Linked DNA regions of Mus musculus: all the other regions are linked to region 1. The links are chromatin contacts, called in public ChIA-PET, HiChIP or PLAC-seq and promoter capture Hi-C maps. All regions are on one chromosome and are shown on one strand. The core of a region is the stretch at or near the end of the contact, and the rest is flanking DNA. Distances in the headings are between cores, read along the strand shown. Region 1 holds the start of Zcchc9 (zinc finger, CCHC domain containing 9). Region 2 overlaps Atg10 (autophagy related 10). Region 3 overlaps Atg10 (autophagy related 10). Region 4 holds the start of Zfyve16 (zinc finger, FYVE domain containing 16). Region 5 holds the start of Atg10 (autophagy related 10).

Region 1 (2,700 bases), core at 43-2,542:
AGCAAATGATTTTTAAGTTAGAAATCATATGTAAATACTGTAAATGGTCCTCTTAAACCCTGCCGTCGTCCTGGCCATTTCTTTTCCTACCTTTAAACCAGTCTGCCTTCTCCCAATCTGCTTGCTTAGTTTGCCATTTCAATGCAACTACTTGCAAAGCACATTAGTAAACATACACAAGTCTTGTCCTTTCGTCTGTCTTTCCCCTGTAGATGTATAAAGGCAGTCTATAAAGTGTCTGTAGTCACATGGCAGTCTTCTCTTATTTAATGAGGGTGACTGCCATTTGCAGTCTAATGGTTTTAAGTCATTTTCTTTTTTTTTTTTTTTTTCGGTTTTTCGAGACTGGGTTTCTCTGCGTAGCCCTGGCTGTCCTGGAACTCACTTTGTAGACCAGGCTGGCCTCGAACTCAGAAATCCGTCTGCCTCTGCCTCCCAGAGTGCTGGGATTAAAGGCATGCGTCACCACGCCCGGCTTTAAGTCATTTTCAATGAACCCATTTTAGTGATCCAAATTGTAAAATAAACTTCACATTAAGAAATCTTGTTTGTTTACCTTTAATAAATGCATAATTAGAGATTTTCATTTAGAATGCAGATGTAAGCAGTTTTAAAAGGAGTGTATTTTAAGACGAATTATTTGGCTCCAACATAAAATTGAGTATTTTACTTTGCATACTACCTAGCAATTCTGAGAACAGTTTCTTTTTCTTCTTTAATGAATGAATACACCAGACACAATCAAAGGATTATTTCAACTACCGAGTTGCCACTTTCAGGGCAGCATCCAGTGTGCCAGGCAACTTAAAGCCTTGGCACCAGGAGTCTGCAACATGCTTTCAGGGCCGGTGAGTGACGCTGTATGCCACTTTACAGTGCACCGGTCCCCCGTCACCAAGAGGGCGGATCCTCCTCCCGCACACCCGGAATGTGAGACTCTGGGTGTCTGGAGGGTGACACGGGACAGCCGGACAGCCCTGGTGCCCCCGCACGCGCGGCATCGCTTCTCCATGCCCGCCCCAGCACTGCGACCCGCGGGCACCCTAGCAGGCCTGCGGGGCCCGCTCCCAGCAACGGAGCCGGCGATCCGACAAGCTAGCTCCCGGGCTCTGCCCTCGCGATCTCCCGCAGGAGTCCGGCCCCAGTCGGCCAAGGTAGCACAGAGGCGCCCACGCCTTAACCGGTGGTACCCGCGTAGCTCCTTACCGGGTCTGAATCCTCCAGAGCAGCTGAGACAACGAACCAGAGAAGCCCGGCCCCGGATGAGATCGCGGCCATAGAGACCGGAAGTGCACCGTCTCCACGCGTCACTTCCGGCAGGCCAAGCAAGGGAAGCGTGAGGTGTTTGTGGGTCTTAAACTGGGGAAGGTGGCTGGCTTGTGCCAGTTTGTGGGTCGTGTAGTGTTTGTTTGTAAGGGCGCTGCACTGGAGTCCCCGGACACAAAGATAATGAGCGCCCAGTCTGTGCGGTCCCAGAATGTGCAGTCTAGATGACGGAAGGACTCTTGGGAGGAAGGTCTTCCTTACACGGTCCTTTGAATTGGACAATATATTTCAATGAATTTGAAATAGTAGCGAAATAGTGAGAGAGAGAGAGAGAGAGAGAGAGAGAGAGAGAGAGAGATAGACAGAGACAGAGACAGACAGAGACAGACAGAGAGAGGGGGGGGAGAGAGAGAGGGAGAGAGAGAGAGGGAGAGAGAGAGAGAGAGAGAGAGAGAGAGAGAGAGAGAGAGAGAGAGAGAGAGAGAGAGAGAGAAAGAGAGAGAGAGAGAGAGAAAGAGAGAGAGAGAGAGCCGAGGCTCCGCAGTGTCAGCGCACCAAGAGAGTCGCTGAGATGCAAGTCTGAAGAGACCTTCGGAGCACCTATTGCTTCTGAGTGGTACTTCATGATTGCCCTGCCTGGCGTTAATTCACAGTTGGTGGCCGGAGTTCATTTTTCAATAAAATTCTAGTCCTCCGTCCTATTAGTGCTCCCCCGCCCTCCCTCGCTCGGGAAGCCTCCCCCAGGTTTGTTCAGTGAGAAACGGCATGGACGTACACATTTAGTCCTCCATCAGGCTCTGTTTATTTTGCCTCTTAAATATTTGATCCACTGCCTCTTCTCGCCTTTTGTCTCTACTGACTGTCCCGTTCGTTCCTTGTCTCAGCTTTCACTGTGTTGGCCCGAATTTTTGCAGCTCATCTGGGCAGACGTTTTTGCCCAGATGTTTTACACAAGTGAACTTTTGAAAATATAAGTCAGAGCGCCAGATCCAATTGGTGTCTTCCAGACTAAACCCCTTCCATCTTTTCTCAATGTTGAGATGATATTCAAACTCTGGAAGAGCATTTGTTACAATCTCTGTCCTATTTAAGCTCTGTACGAAGGGGCCTTCTCCCATCTTCTTTTTGTTTAGCACCAGGATTTACATACGCTGTTCTGCTTACATAATACTCTGGTTTCTTTAATTATGTTCTGTTTCAAGTCTTCCAAGATTTTATTCTTATCTAAGCCTCTGAAACATCCTCTCCCAGGCCATGCTTTTTGATTCTTTTCACAGAGGATTGTATAATAAGTTTTACTGTATCCTGATTGCCTCTCACATAATTGATCCCCATTCCTTACTACATCCGTTAGCTGGATAAAGAGTTAAAATGGGCCCAGTTTTCCTTAAATGGAAAATCAGTGTCAGAAAAATATTGTGATTTGGTATAGTA
Region 2 (2,700 bases), core at 131-2,630, 830 kb before region 1:
GGATCTGGACAGAAGTACCCAGGAAGAGTGCACAGCCAAGTCTTGCAGTCACTCTAGGATGCACAGTCTGATATAGGATGAACTTAAGATCAGGGACTGAGGTCCATGGCTATCATAGACTTGACAATTTTGCTACATACTATCAACCTGATGTTCAGTAAAGTTGTAATTCCCCTGCCCCCCACCCAAGCAGTGCAATATGAAACTGACCCCTCCATGATGAGGGTTACAGCTCAGGATAGAACACTTACCCAGCATGACCAAGGGCCCCAGGTTCAATACTCTAGCACTGGAGGAAGGCAGCCTTCATTAAACATGGTGTTTCTTTCTCATATATCACATGTTTCAGACTTTTACCTTTTTGCCAGTATAGTAAGATAAAAATGGCATTTCAGTGCAGTTTTATTTTGTACAGTTTTATAAATTAGCTGAAGTATCTTTTCAAGTATTTAGGCTACTTATCTCTATGAACTGTGTATGCTCATAACCTCTAAAAGGGAAGTCTCTCAACACAGGAGATAAATAATGGAAGATCCTACGTCAGAGAGAGATGCTGTCACAATAAAGACTCACATCCTAATAGTGTTTACAATTCAGAGAAAAAGAACAGGTTGTCAGTATCGGAAAGTGGTAGGTCCTCTTTTCCTTTTGCAACAGAAGCAATGACAGATAATGTCAGTTCCAGAATTGGTGTCACAAAGAGATGAACTGTCTCTCTTCATATGATATCTGTTCTTACTCTGAGATATGACTGAGGAGAGATGGGCCTGAGTCATGAAACAAGAAGACGCCAACTATCTCCCACAGAGTCAGCAAAGTGAATTCAATAGGGGAGTGAATAGTAAGAGTCAGGAGCTTGGTGTACCTTTGGGCTTTGTGGTCATCACACTGACGAAAGCCTCAATGCTGTGGTTTTGTCCCTGGGGTGAGAACAGACAGTATCTGAGTACTGGAGTACTTGGTTAACACAATCGGGGGTGGATTACCCAGGGCTGCAAGGAGCTGGTGAGTTTTAAATGGTAAAGGAGTCATGATCTTGACTTCTCAGTTTGAGATGAGGAGGAAAGTGAAGGCTACAGGAGAAACAGATCCCCTCGAGAAAGAGAGAACTGGGGTTCAATGGAAGCCAATGGCTGGACAAATATTCAATAAAGGAGAATGCAGAAGGGAACCCAGAGACACCACCTCCTCTTGCCATGCTATGGAGAACAAGGTCTACAGAGCACAGTGGAAATTATAGCTTGGAGGAGAGAAGTGGGAAATGGGGTTAAGGGAAAGAGAAGACAGAAAAACAATGTGTAAGAATACAGGAACATAAGGCTGGACAAGGGAAGTTACTAATATCATGAAGAGGAAAAGATCCAGAGCCTGCAAAGCATATGTAAGAAATAATAAAAACCACAATACAGGATAGGGCAGAGATAAAGCTGCTTCATTGTATGACTGCATAGTGATTCACAGAAAAGCGAATTCTTAGCAGATAATATTGCAAGTAGTTTGTTCTGGACATAAGATTTTCAATTCCATTGCACACTATGGATGGAAGTTGGTTCAGTGTTTTACAAGTGGGAGCTATTGTGCTGAAATTAAAACCCAGAAGTTTTCTTTATGATGATAAGCCTCCTTATCACTACAGGAGAAACTTTAAGTTCTAATTAAACTTCTAAATTAACCTAAATGAAGCCCAGCTTCATTTAATAGAATCCTAGAATTTCAAATTACATAGCACTTAGATATCACCAAGTTTGACTTACCCTATCCAAAGCAAAGAAAGAAAGAAAGAAAGAAAGAGAGAGAGAGAGAGAGAGAGAGAGAGAGAGAGAGAGAAAGGAAGACAGACAGACAGACAGACAGACAGACAAAGGATTGATTAATCCTTCTTGAATCCAAACATTCTGGCTTCTACAGACTCTCCTCAGCATACATATTTTCCCCTTGTCCTGATTAAAGGGAGACTGCCTAGGCATGTAGAAGCTAAGTGGAGGCTGTGTAGATGCTGTTATATCCCCCACTCCAGTCTCCTTCCCAAGCTCAAAGGAGTTTCATATCTAGCCAGGTTTCCTCTTAGAAAGATAGAAACAGATTCTATATCTGCTGACAGACACCACAGTTAGAAAATGATGATTTGTAGGTTAAAGAGTCAGAAGAAGAAGGAAGCCTAGAGACAGGGGCTTGACATCTGGGTGACTGCTGGTTCTGTAGGGTGCATCAGGGTAGCAAGGCCCTGGAAGCACAAAGGGTTTTGGGGTATGATCTGGAAGACTTATCCTCTAGATGTTAGGGTACAGGAAACAAAGCAATTCTTACAGTAAACAAAACCAAGCTTCAAAACACAGGTTGGAACTTTGTGAGTAGAATCCCTAGGGCCCTTAAATGAGCTGCATACCCAAAGGAGAAAAAAAAAATCTTCTCTGGATAGAAATAACATTTTTAAAAAAGATTTCTATTATCCATGCGAAATGTTATATTCTTGATATCTGATACTAAATAAAAAGTAACTATAAAAAAAGACAAGATGAATAACACAGATAATACAAATATTATTGTCAGACATGGAGATACCAGCCATTTAGTTCAATTTCTAGCAATATGCTCAAGAAAGCTTGAGAGTTTTGGTAGAGTAATTGGATTTTTTTGGGTAATGTTAATATAAGTTGTGCATGGTGGTACACTCTTTTTTTAAAAAGATTTATTTATTTA
Region 3 (2,700 bases), core at 194-2,693, 710 kb before region 1:
TGCTGATGTTTGAATTGGACTGTATTTTACTTTTACCATTCTTTCTTGCAAAGGACCTTTGCCTTTCTTTCTCTGTAACTAAATTAAAAATATTTTGGCGTACAGAGGTTGTGCAGTGCCCACCTTTTCCTCTGCATTATATTTATTATCAGTCTTAAAGTTCCATATTTAATGAAGGTTTACAGAAGCGAACTGCATAAATAAGGTCCCTTTACGTCTCCCTTTTAAAAAGCAACATATTTACACTTGAATCGACACAGTGAAAATATATAATCAATGGATGATTGGTTGTAGACATCGTTTTTAATGACGGGGAAGGAGGAAAATGTGATGCTTTATTAAGCTCTAATACTGTTGGGTGCTCCCTCTGCTGGCTTGCAGCAGCAATTCAAGAACAGGGAACTCAAACAGCACAAAGAAAGACACCCAGGTTGAGCTTCCTTGTACCCTGCACTTTCTGGGAACAGCCAGGCTAGGAACTCACCGTGAACTCATGCGGAAATTACCCACTTATAGGAAAAGGATTGTCTTTAAAAACTGTTTATAAAGAAAGAAAACTGACCTCACTGTTCTAATGATAATTTTTGTTTATGTTTTTGCTTTTTAACTAAACCACCAACTTTATGTAAAAACTCTTCTTATTTTAGAGTGAATTTTTTGAGCTATAGAACAGAATAAGGTCCTTTTGCTTTCTAATTCATGTTTATGTTTTAAAAGTCTGATCAGGAACATAAGGGGTTAAACTCTTCTTGTGTTTCTAAACAGAGTTATTCTGAGTACCCTGAAGGCATTTAATTCCAAAACAGGAAGCCACAGAGAGGAACACTTGGTTACACTAATGTTATGCAGATCTTTTGGAACATATTTTCCTAAACACTTGCTGAAAGAGCCTTTTCTATACAGCATGCCATCACACGAAGTTGGAGAAGGGTCCCCCACTTAGCACAGCACTAACTCTCAGACTGTTCTTTGTTACTTCCTTATGTCCTCCATTTCAGTTGTTTAAAATGGTTCTCTGCTTGATCACAGAAAAAAAAATTAAATAAAACAAGCTAGGGGCCAGGGAGTGATTGTTCACACCTGCAGCTATTCTGTACACACACACACACACACACACACACACACAAACTATGATGTTAGTTATGATGACTTTTTAAAAGATAACATAATAAGATTAACCTAAGATCAGTACAGACACCACTGTTAAAGATCAATGTCCTATTTTAAAACAAACAGCTGTTTGATAAGTTTTTACCTCTATTCTAAAACCTCCCTTGCCTAGCAGGCTAAAGGAGATCTCACCCTTGTAGCTGAAACAACAAAACACCACAGGCCAGTGGGTTTCTGTAGCTAAGAAGTGGGCAGGAGGGAACATCCTCTGTTACTGACACGGTGCTGCTGCGGCTGTCTCCAACACTGTGTGAGTGAGTATACAGCTGCCTACAATTCCCCGGCCAACCGGGTGAGGTACACTTTAAGTCCCTGAGGTGTGCCGTGGAAAAAGACCCCACACTGTGGTGAACAAGCGTCACAGCCACCTGACTGCATACACCATTTCAAGGCCATTTTAAAGAACAGCTCCCTTTCTCAGCCTCCTGGCTTATGTTCGGTTGTGTTTTAGAGAAAGCCAATGATCACTGAGCCATTATCCTTCTGTGCTGGAAATTAAGGCTTTGTGCACACTATCCATGAAGATGAAGTGCAGCAATATTAAAAGCACCAGGCTAGTCAGAAAAAGCCAGATAGGAAAAACAACGTGTACATTTGGCTCCGTTTCCGTAACTGTTTACCCCACTCTTTGCTTGTGTGGCGAGGGGATGTGCAAGAGTACAGCAGCCCTTTTAACCCTTCTGCGTATGGGGAAAACTGGTTTTCTTTAAGCGCTTTTGAGTGAACAAGAACAAGGGTATAGGGTATAATGGGTGCTGCTGTCATTCCTATACTAAAATTCTTGACATTTACCTCTGTAGATGCCCAGAGCAGAGAGACTGGCTAATGAGTGGGTGCTTCTCCCTCAGGTGAGGTGCCATGGGACCACAGCAGCCAGGCACAGAGTAGATGGCAGACGCAGGTCAGAGTAGAGTACAGAAGGTTATTAATTTCCAGACTCGCTGTCATCCAGCCTTGAAACTGCTGAGCTTGTATCTTTTGAGCAAGACTGTCCAATCCTGAGATTTAAATGTGGACTTTCAGCTCACAAATATGTCCTCTAGTGTTCAGAGGGCATCCTCACCGAAATCTACAGTTACATACATGACTATAGAAAAAACGTACAGCTCAGAAGATCTAACAGCGATTCTTTGCTATACAATGAGTCATTTCACTTTAAGTTATTCGGTGCTTTATTAATGAGGCAACAAGGTTCTGGAGCTACAAGTTAGCAGGCTTAGACAATATCCAAAAAGACATCTTGAAGTGTGCAAGAAAATTATTCAAAACATGATTTATTTTAATTTACCATCATATAAACGATGAATGAGCATAAAAACTTAAGATGTGGTTTGTTATAAAATGGAAATATAGTATTAAAAAACAGCTACACCTTGCTCATTCCTTATGGTAATTCAGTTGTCCAAGTAGTCAGTAATTATTATAGAGCAAACTACCAGTGAAATTCTGTGGAAAATCCATTGAGGCTCCACCTCTGATGATGTCATCACATGCAAATGCATGGTGGTGTCAAACACTGACTTTATTGGG
Region 4 (2,700 bases), core at 179-2,678, 720 kb after region 1:
CCTTTCAAAGCTAAATTATGTCTCTCTACATTTTACTTAAAAAGAGAAAAGGAGATAATTTTATTATTTTCCTTAAAAATGATATAAAATATTCTAACAATATAAAAATAATAAAAATATATTAGAAGGCAGTTGGACACTAGACTGTAAGGGGTATAAAATTGTGAAAGACAGTAATATGATCATGAAGAAAATGTTCAATGTACATTAGAATTAGAATTTAAAAACAACCAAGATTTTTTAATATAATAAAGTATTTGCTTCATTGTATGACTATTTTTAAGTGAATATGTGAAGAAAAAAAAGAATTTCCAGAGTTTTAATTTTCAAAATGGTAAATATTCTGCATTAACAATTACATTTTCTTGAATATTTTTCAATTGTCATTATCTTCAACCATATAGGATACTATGTGTAATTGGCATTATGACTGGGGACAAAAAAATTAGTTTTATTTGTAAGGTAGCTACTTCAAAAGATTGTTTTTGCTCATATTATTATGTGTATAGTAAAAAAATGTAATGGGTATATGTGTACAGCTTTTAAAAACATGGGAAAGGTGAGCAACACTCTTATCATTTTAAGTTTAAAATGCAACAGGGGCCAAAAAAAAAAAAAAAAAAAAAAAAAAAGGACAAAGAAAAATGTCAAAATGGTAAGCGGCTGGTTACTTTTGCACGGTGGAATGGTGACTAGCTCATTCCTAATTCCCTCCTCTAATTTTTAAATAGCTTGCCACTAAATGTGTAGTTTAATATCAAAGAGAAGGGGGAAAAAAGAAGTTATGTGAAAAATCGGACAGACACGATCAAACCACTAAACTTTTGCCAACTCGAGAAATGCCAAACTCAGCCGAGTAAGTGACGGAACCGGATGACATCACCAACTTATTCTTTGAATTAAAAGATGAAGTTAATATTTAAATTTACGGGCTGGTTTTCTGACATGGCTAACCAAGAACATGAGTCTGGAATGTAACAAATTGCAATCACGGTCGCACAAACAGGTTAACTGTTAAAAGTTAAGGTCATCTCTTCAGAGGCACCAAAGACAGCGAGCGAACACTGAGGCATCAGTGAAACGGAGGAGGCGGCGACAACAGGCGCCGCGGGGACTCGCGGGATCCAGTGCGGCCCGACCCGGCCCAGCCCAGCCCGCGATGGGGTCGGGTATCTCGGCCGCACAGAGCCCAGGGTGGCAGGCGGGTCCCGGAGGAAGGCGAGGCCGGGCCGTCGCAGCCTAGCGAGTCCGAGGCCGCCCCGCCCCTCCGCCCGCAGTACGCTGAGGAGAGGCCGGTGGCGGCTCCGAGGCTCTTACCTCCCCACACCCCGCCGAGCTCTCGGGGACTCGACGCGACGCCGCAGTGAGGCGTGAAGAGTAACCCGGCCACGACACCCAGGACAGCGCGACGCCAGCCTAGAGCTCGTCCCCAGCCGACCTAGCAGAGAAGGGCGCAGGCGCAGAGAATGCTTCCCGCTGCCACGCCCCCTCCGGGAGGCTTGATCTATGCGCATGCGCGCTGCTCGGGTCCGAGCCAGTCCACGCGGGCGCGCCGGAAGTGGCCAGGCGACTCCGTTGGGATCCTGCGCTCGGACGCTGTTCCAAGGACGCTCTTCTGCTGGCCTCAGGAGGTGACTAGTGCCACAGCTCAGCTGACCCGGCACTCCGGTTTGCACCAGCCAAATCCAGCGGCCGACACTGTATCTCACCTCCGGGCAGCTCCTAAATGCCGGTCCTTGGGTGAGCGGATTGGCCGACGCCGCCCTGCACTTCTGGCTGTACTTCTGCATTTCCAACCCTCTGTAGCCTCCAGAGCGGCTGCTGTCTAAAACCAGAAGCCAGCTACCCTCTCGGAAGGAGATGCCCGATGCCTCGCGCGCGCTCTCTGCTTCGGCCTTCGCATTTTCACCACGAGTTTTCTAAAATTCAAAGAGAGCGAAGAGAAAATTAGTATCCGGACCAGCTTGGGGACTGCTGGCTCGCCTAGGCTTTCGAGAGATTACAAGCGTTATCGCTGCTGTGATTTGTACTCAAGAGACTTCACAGTCAGAGCTCAGGTCCTCAATTCAGTAATTGGCAACTGTAGTTTATCTTTCAGAGATTCTGCATCTCTACTTCTGGTTCCCCTTCTAAACTCTGATTTTTGCCAAGAGCAAAACTTTTGGTTGTGTAAGGTGACTGGCCTGTTCTTTGACAGACAATGCAAAAGAGATGCTTCGCTTACATTAGCTAATTAATCTTAAGAATAATTCCACAAGGGCTGGAGAGATGGCTCAGCCGTTAAAGGCTAGTCTCACAACCAAAAATATAAGAATAATTCTACAAAGTACAGTGTGTATTTTCACTTTTATACGTTGGACACTGTCACAGATAAAATGGGGCCGTCGTCTTTTTGGAACCTCAATTCAGAAGCAGTGGCTTGTGCATACAAATTAGGGGCAAAAGTATATAGTACAATGTAAGGACAAATAAGAGTTATTTTAAATGAACAAAACAACATTTTAAAGTATATGCAAATCAGTTCACAAAATAGCATGTCTACCACATTTTATTGATGTTCAAACTTAATATAGCAGAAACAGTGTATTCTCCATAAATCTGTTTTACCAATTTGCTTAATTTATAGATGAATTCATTGGTGAGAATAGTGTGGATACTCTCATATCCTGGTGTGGATATAAGTTAACACAAATTCACATA
Region 5 (2,700 bases), core at 48-2,547, 580 kb before region 1:
TCTAGTTTCTTCCATTAAAATATAAATAACAACTTTCTGGGTTTTTTTTTTTTTTTTTTTTGCTCATTGAGACAGGATCTAGCCATGCATAGTGCAGGCTAGCCTCAAAATGGAGGTAGCTCTGCCTCTAGCTATGCCAGGCTGGGGTGTGTATAGCCCATTGCCCCACACTTGGGTGAGAGGGATAGGCCATCAAGCTCAGGCATGACGTCTTTAAAACTGCTCTGTGAGACTTTTAACTCCCTTGTTGCTCTGAATTTTTTTTTTTCTGCTAAGTTTTTCATTCTGTGTCATTTTTTCCTGTCAATATCGGACACTTTGGAAGCAATGAGGAGCAATGGTACCTGGAATCCTAAAATAGACTTGAGTCCTGCACAGGGTCTGTGTTCTCCAACCCTAACCATCATAAATGTTCACTTTCATCACCACAGTGGGGGCCACTGTCACATTATAATGACCCAAAGTAAGCCTTTGGAAAAGAACTATTGCACTTAGAAAGAGGAAGCCAATTGTCAAAGAGAACTTAAAACATGAACACAAGCACTGGAGGGAAGCTGATGGCCCCTGTAACCTGAGATGGGGGTCTATAAACTCAGCTTCTCTGAGGAGAGGCTGAGGCAAGAGGCTCAAGATAGGTAAAACAGGCATGAGAGTGCCCACTAGGAATCCCAACACTTGTGTGACAGAGGCAGGGTTGTTTAGAGTTCCAGGCCAGCGTGGGCTACATAGTACAAATCTCTCTCAAAAACAAACCCAAGACTGTTCTGGTTGGTTTGTTTTGTTTTGTTTTGTTTTTTCCTTACAGTTGGAAACAATTTACATCTTGCCGAAAACATGTAACTGCAGAAAATGGGGCTCCATTTTGATTCTGAAACCCTGGGCTTTACTACCAAGATTTTCATAATTATCACTATAGATGCAAGTATGGCTTCTATAAATCAGTTAACTAGTCCTTTATCTCCGCCCCCCTCCCCCACCTTCCCGGTTTTATAGATTATGGGGGGAGGAGGTTGTGTTGGCTGCAAATCTGAAAAGCCTGCCAGTCACTTAACTTCCTTTGTTTCAAGGTCACGTGAGCACATTCCTAGCACAAGGTGGAAAGGTCGCCTGGGCGGCCCGCGCCCACCTCCCAGGCCTGTTACTGGCTGGCCGATCCTCCACCCTTCTCAGGTCCCAGGAGGCGGGCGAGGGCTGCAGGCAGCGGCGGAGGTACCGCCGTGGTTAGGTCGCCGAGGTTAGGTGTACTCACCCCGCTCGCTCGCCCTGACCTGGAGCCGGCGGCGCGCACGGGGCGGAGCGGGGAGGGACGGGGCGGGGCCGGGACCGCAGGAGCGACACGGCAGCGGAGGAGCTCTGCCCGCGCTGCGGTGAGCATGCGCAGTGGGGCTGCACGGTGACGTCCGGGCGAGACCTTCCTGCAACCCGGGCGCCAGCAGCCTTCACTTTCCCGGAGCCTAACCCGCTTGGTGCTCTCGGCCAGGCAGGGGCAACCCCGAGCCAGGGTATCTGCACTCCCTTCCCCACACGCAGTCATTCTAGACGCCTGGCTATAAACAGGGGACTCGTGACAAGTAGAGTGCGAGCCAGGATGAGGGCCGCGAGCATCCCCAAGAGCCTAGAGAGCAGTACCAGCTAAATGAGGTGGTCACTGCCACCCATTTAAGGCTGGGGCGAGAAGTTAGGAATTCGAATGCTAGTAACTGTATCATTTGCAGCACAAAAATCAGAAAATACCAATCAGTAAAATGAAACCAAGAGGCAATGGTAGGGCCAAGGAAAATACCAGAAGATGTAGGAGTCTTAGGGGTTATGGGGACCGATAGAATATCTCAGGAAAAGCATGTCTGGTCCTTTAAACAGTACAGTATTTCTTAGAAAAGAAACAGGCAAAATGAAACTGCTGTCTTCAAATGTGAAAAGGGAAATTTTGGTCTTGAGCAAGTAGTGTAAGATTACCATGTTAAGTAGCTAATAAATTCCTGGGACTCTAGGTAATGGTTTTGCAATTTCCTGTAAGTCCATATTGTTTCGAAATAAAAGGTTAACAGTGTGTGTGTGTATGTGTTCTGAGTTTGTTTTATAATTGGACAGAACATAGATCTGTAGTGACCACTGGCAAAAGATGGGGAAGGGGCTAACTTTAAAAGGGGCTTAGAAGTTAGAAGGATGGTAGAAGGATGGTAGTTTCTGATTGTTGGTTTTATTGATGATTAAACCACTATTTTGTTTGTCAAAACAAAAACCAAAAAAAGTGACATTTTGCCACACACAAAATAGTTTTAAAACAGTTTTGTAAAAATGAACTTTAACTTTTTTGAGCAACTATTAATTAATTGGTAGCACCTAATTTAATTTATTTTTTAATTAGAAGGAATCTGTAGCCTAGGCTAGCCTGGAACTGTAAATACTTCTACATCTAAGTGTTAGGATTAAAGCTTGGAACATCTTAACCTGCTTCTATTTGACGTGTTAGTTTGTTTTGAAGGATAAGAAGTTATTTGTAGGGTATGGCAGCTCATGCTTATAACCCCAGCACTCAGTGAAGTAATAGGGGGTGGTGGCAAGAGGAATTCAAGGCCAATCTGGGCTATAGAGGAAATTCTAGAGCAGCCAAGTCTGCTTTATTATTTTCTAAAAATAAAGTAAAAATTACCAAAAAAAAAAAAAACCTGCCCATGTAAAAATAAGAATCATTAATTT

Evidence for each region. Promoter capture Hi-C pulls out the DNA fragments that hold promoters and counts their contacts. ChIA-PET counts read pairs in DNA pulled down with a chosen protein or histone mark. HiChIP or PLAC-seq counts read pairs in DNA pulled down with a chosen protein or histone mark. Capture Hi-C pulls out chosen DNA fragments and counts their contacts.
Region 2: an H3K4me3 HiChIP or PLAC-seq map of bone marrow-derived macrophages shows a contact between it and region 1, with 9 times the contacts expected there. The contact joins the enhancer-like site here to the promoter of Zcchc9 in region 1. A contact is called at or near these places in 7 of 39 promoter capture datasets (the C10 cell line, cranial neural crest, hippocampal neurons and 3 more), 1 of 484 Hi-C or Micro-C datasets (palatal mesenchyme), 9 of 115 datasets of contacts at active chromatin or transcription factors (the SCID.adh cell line, astrocytes, bone marrow-derived macrophages and 5 more) and 2 of 9 other capture datasets (liver and macrophages).
Region 3: a contact with region 1 is called in an RNA polymerase II ChIA-PET map of memory CD8 T cells, with 29 read pairs. The contact joins the enhancer-like site here to the promoter of Zcchc9 in region 1. A contact is called at or near these places in 6 of 115 datasets of contacts at active chromatin or transcription factors (DN3 thymocytes, double positive thymocytes, effector CD8 T cells and 3 more) and 2 of 9 other capture datasets (adipose tissue and liver).
Region 4: a promoter capture Hi-C map of embryonic stem cells shows a contact between it and region 1, with 2.7 times the contacts expected there. The contact joins the promoter of Zfyve16 here to the promoter of Zcchc9 in region 1. A contact is called at or near these places in 3 of 39 promoter capture datasets (embryonic stem cells, hippocampal neurons and stem cell-derived epiblast-like cells), 4 of 484 Hi-C or Micro-C datasets (B cells, CD8 T cells and forebrain), 11 of 115 datasets of contacts at active chromatin or transcription factors (astrocytes, bone marrow-derived macrophages, effector CD8 T cells and 7 more) and 2 of 9 other capture datasets (adipose tissue and liver).
Region 5: a contact with region 1 is called in a promoter capture Hi-C map of liver, with 4 times the contacts expected there. The contact joins the promoter of Atg10 here to the promoter of Zcchc9 in region 1. A contact is called at or near these places in 2 of 39 promoter capture datasets (hippocampal neurons and pre-B cells), 16 of 484 Hi-C or Micro-C datasets (B cells, CD4 T cells, CD8 T cells and 8 more), 8 of 115 datasets of contacts at active chromatin or transcription factors (bone marrow-derived macrophages, cardiomyocytes, double positive thymocytes and 5 more) and 2 of 9 other capture datasets (adipose tissue and liver).

Annotation. Positions count from the first base shown.
Region 1 is chr13:91,806,404-91,809,103 of GRCm38.p6, forward strand. Zcchc9 (zinc finger, CCHC domain containing 9) reads right to left here and starts at 1,293. Exons shown (of 6, transcript NM_145453.2): 1 at 1,207-1,293.
Region 2 is chr13:90,980,576-90,983,275 of GRCm38.p6, forward strand. The region is part of intron 5 of Atg10 (autophagy related 10); the gene reads right to left. Among named protein-coding and RNA genes, the nearest start is that of Gm46434, 50 kb to the left of the region's middle. Within about 2 kb of position 1,381, at least 31 of the 459 cell types and tissues checked have an H3K27ac peak or open chromatin away from gene starts, as enhancers often do. A contact at or near this core is called in the SCID.adh cell line and bone marrow-derived macrophages, where this site is marked.
Region 3 is chr13:91,092,963-91,095,662 of GRCm38.p6, forward strand. All of the region lies in intron 3 of Atg10 (autophagy related 10), which reads right to left. Among named protein-coding and RNA genes, the nearest start is that of Atg10, 130 kb to the right of the region's middle. Within about 2 kb of position 1,444, at least 129 of the 459 cell types and tissues checked have an H3K27ac peak or open chromatin away from gene starts, as enhancers often do. A contact at or near this core is called in DN3 thymocytes, adipose tissue, double positive thymocytes and 3 more, where this site is marked.
Region 4 is chr13:92,529,382-92,532,081 of GRCm38.p6, forward strand. Zfyve16 (zinc finger, FYVE domain containing 16) reads right to left here and starts at 1,429. Exons shown (of 18, transcript NM_173392.4): 1 at 1,318-1,429.
Region 5 is chr13:91,222,690-91,225,389 of GRCm38.p6, forward strand. It overlaps Atg10 (autophagy related 10), which reads right to left and starts at 1,298. Exons shown (of 8, transcript NM_025770.3): 1 at 1,250-1,298.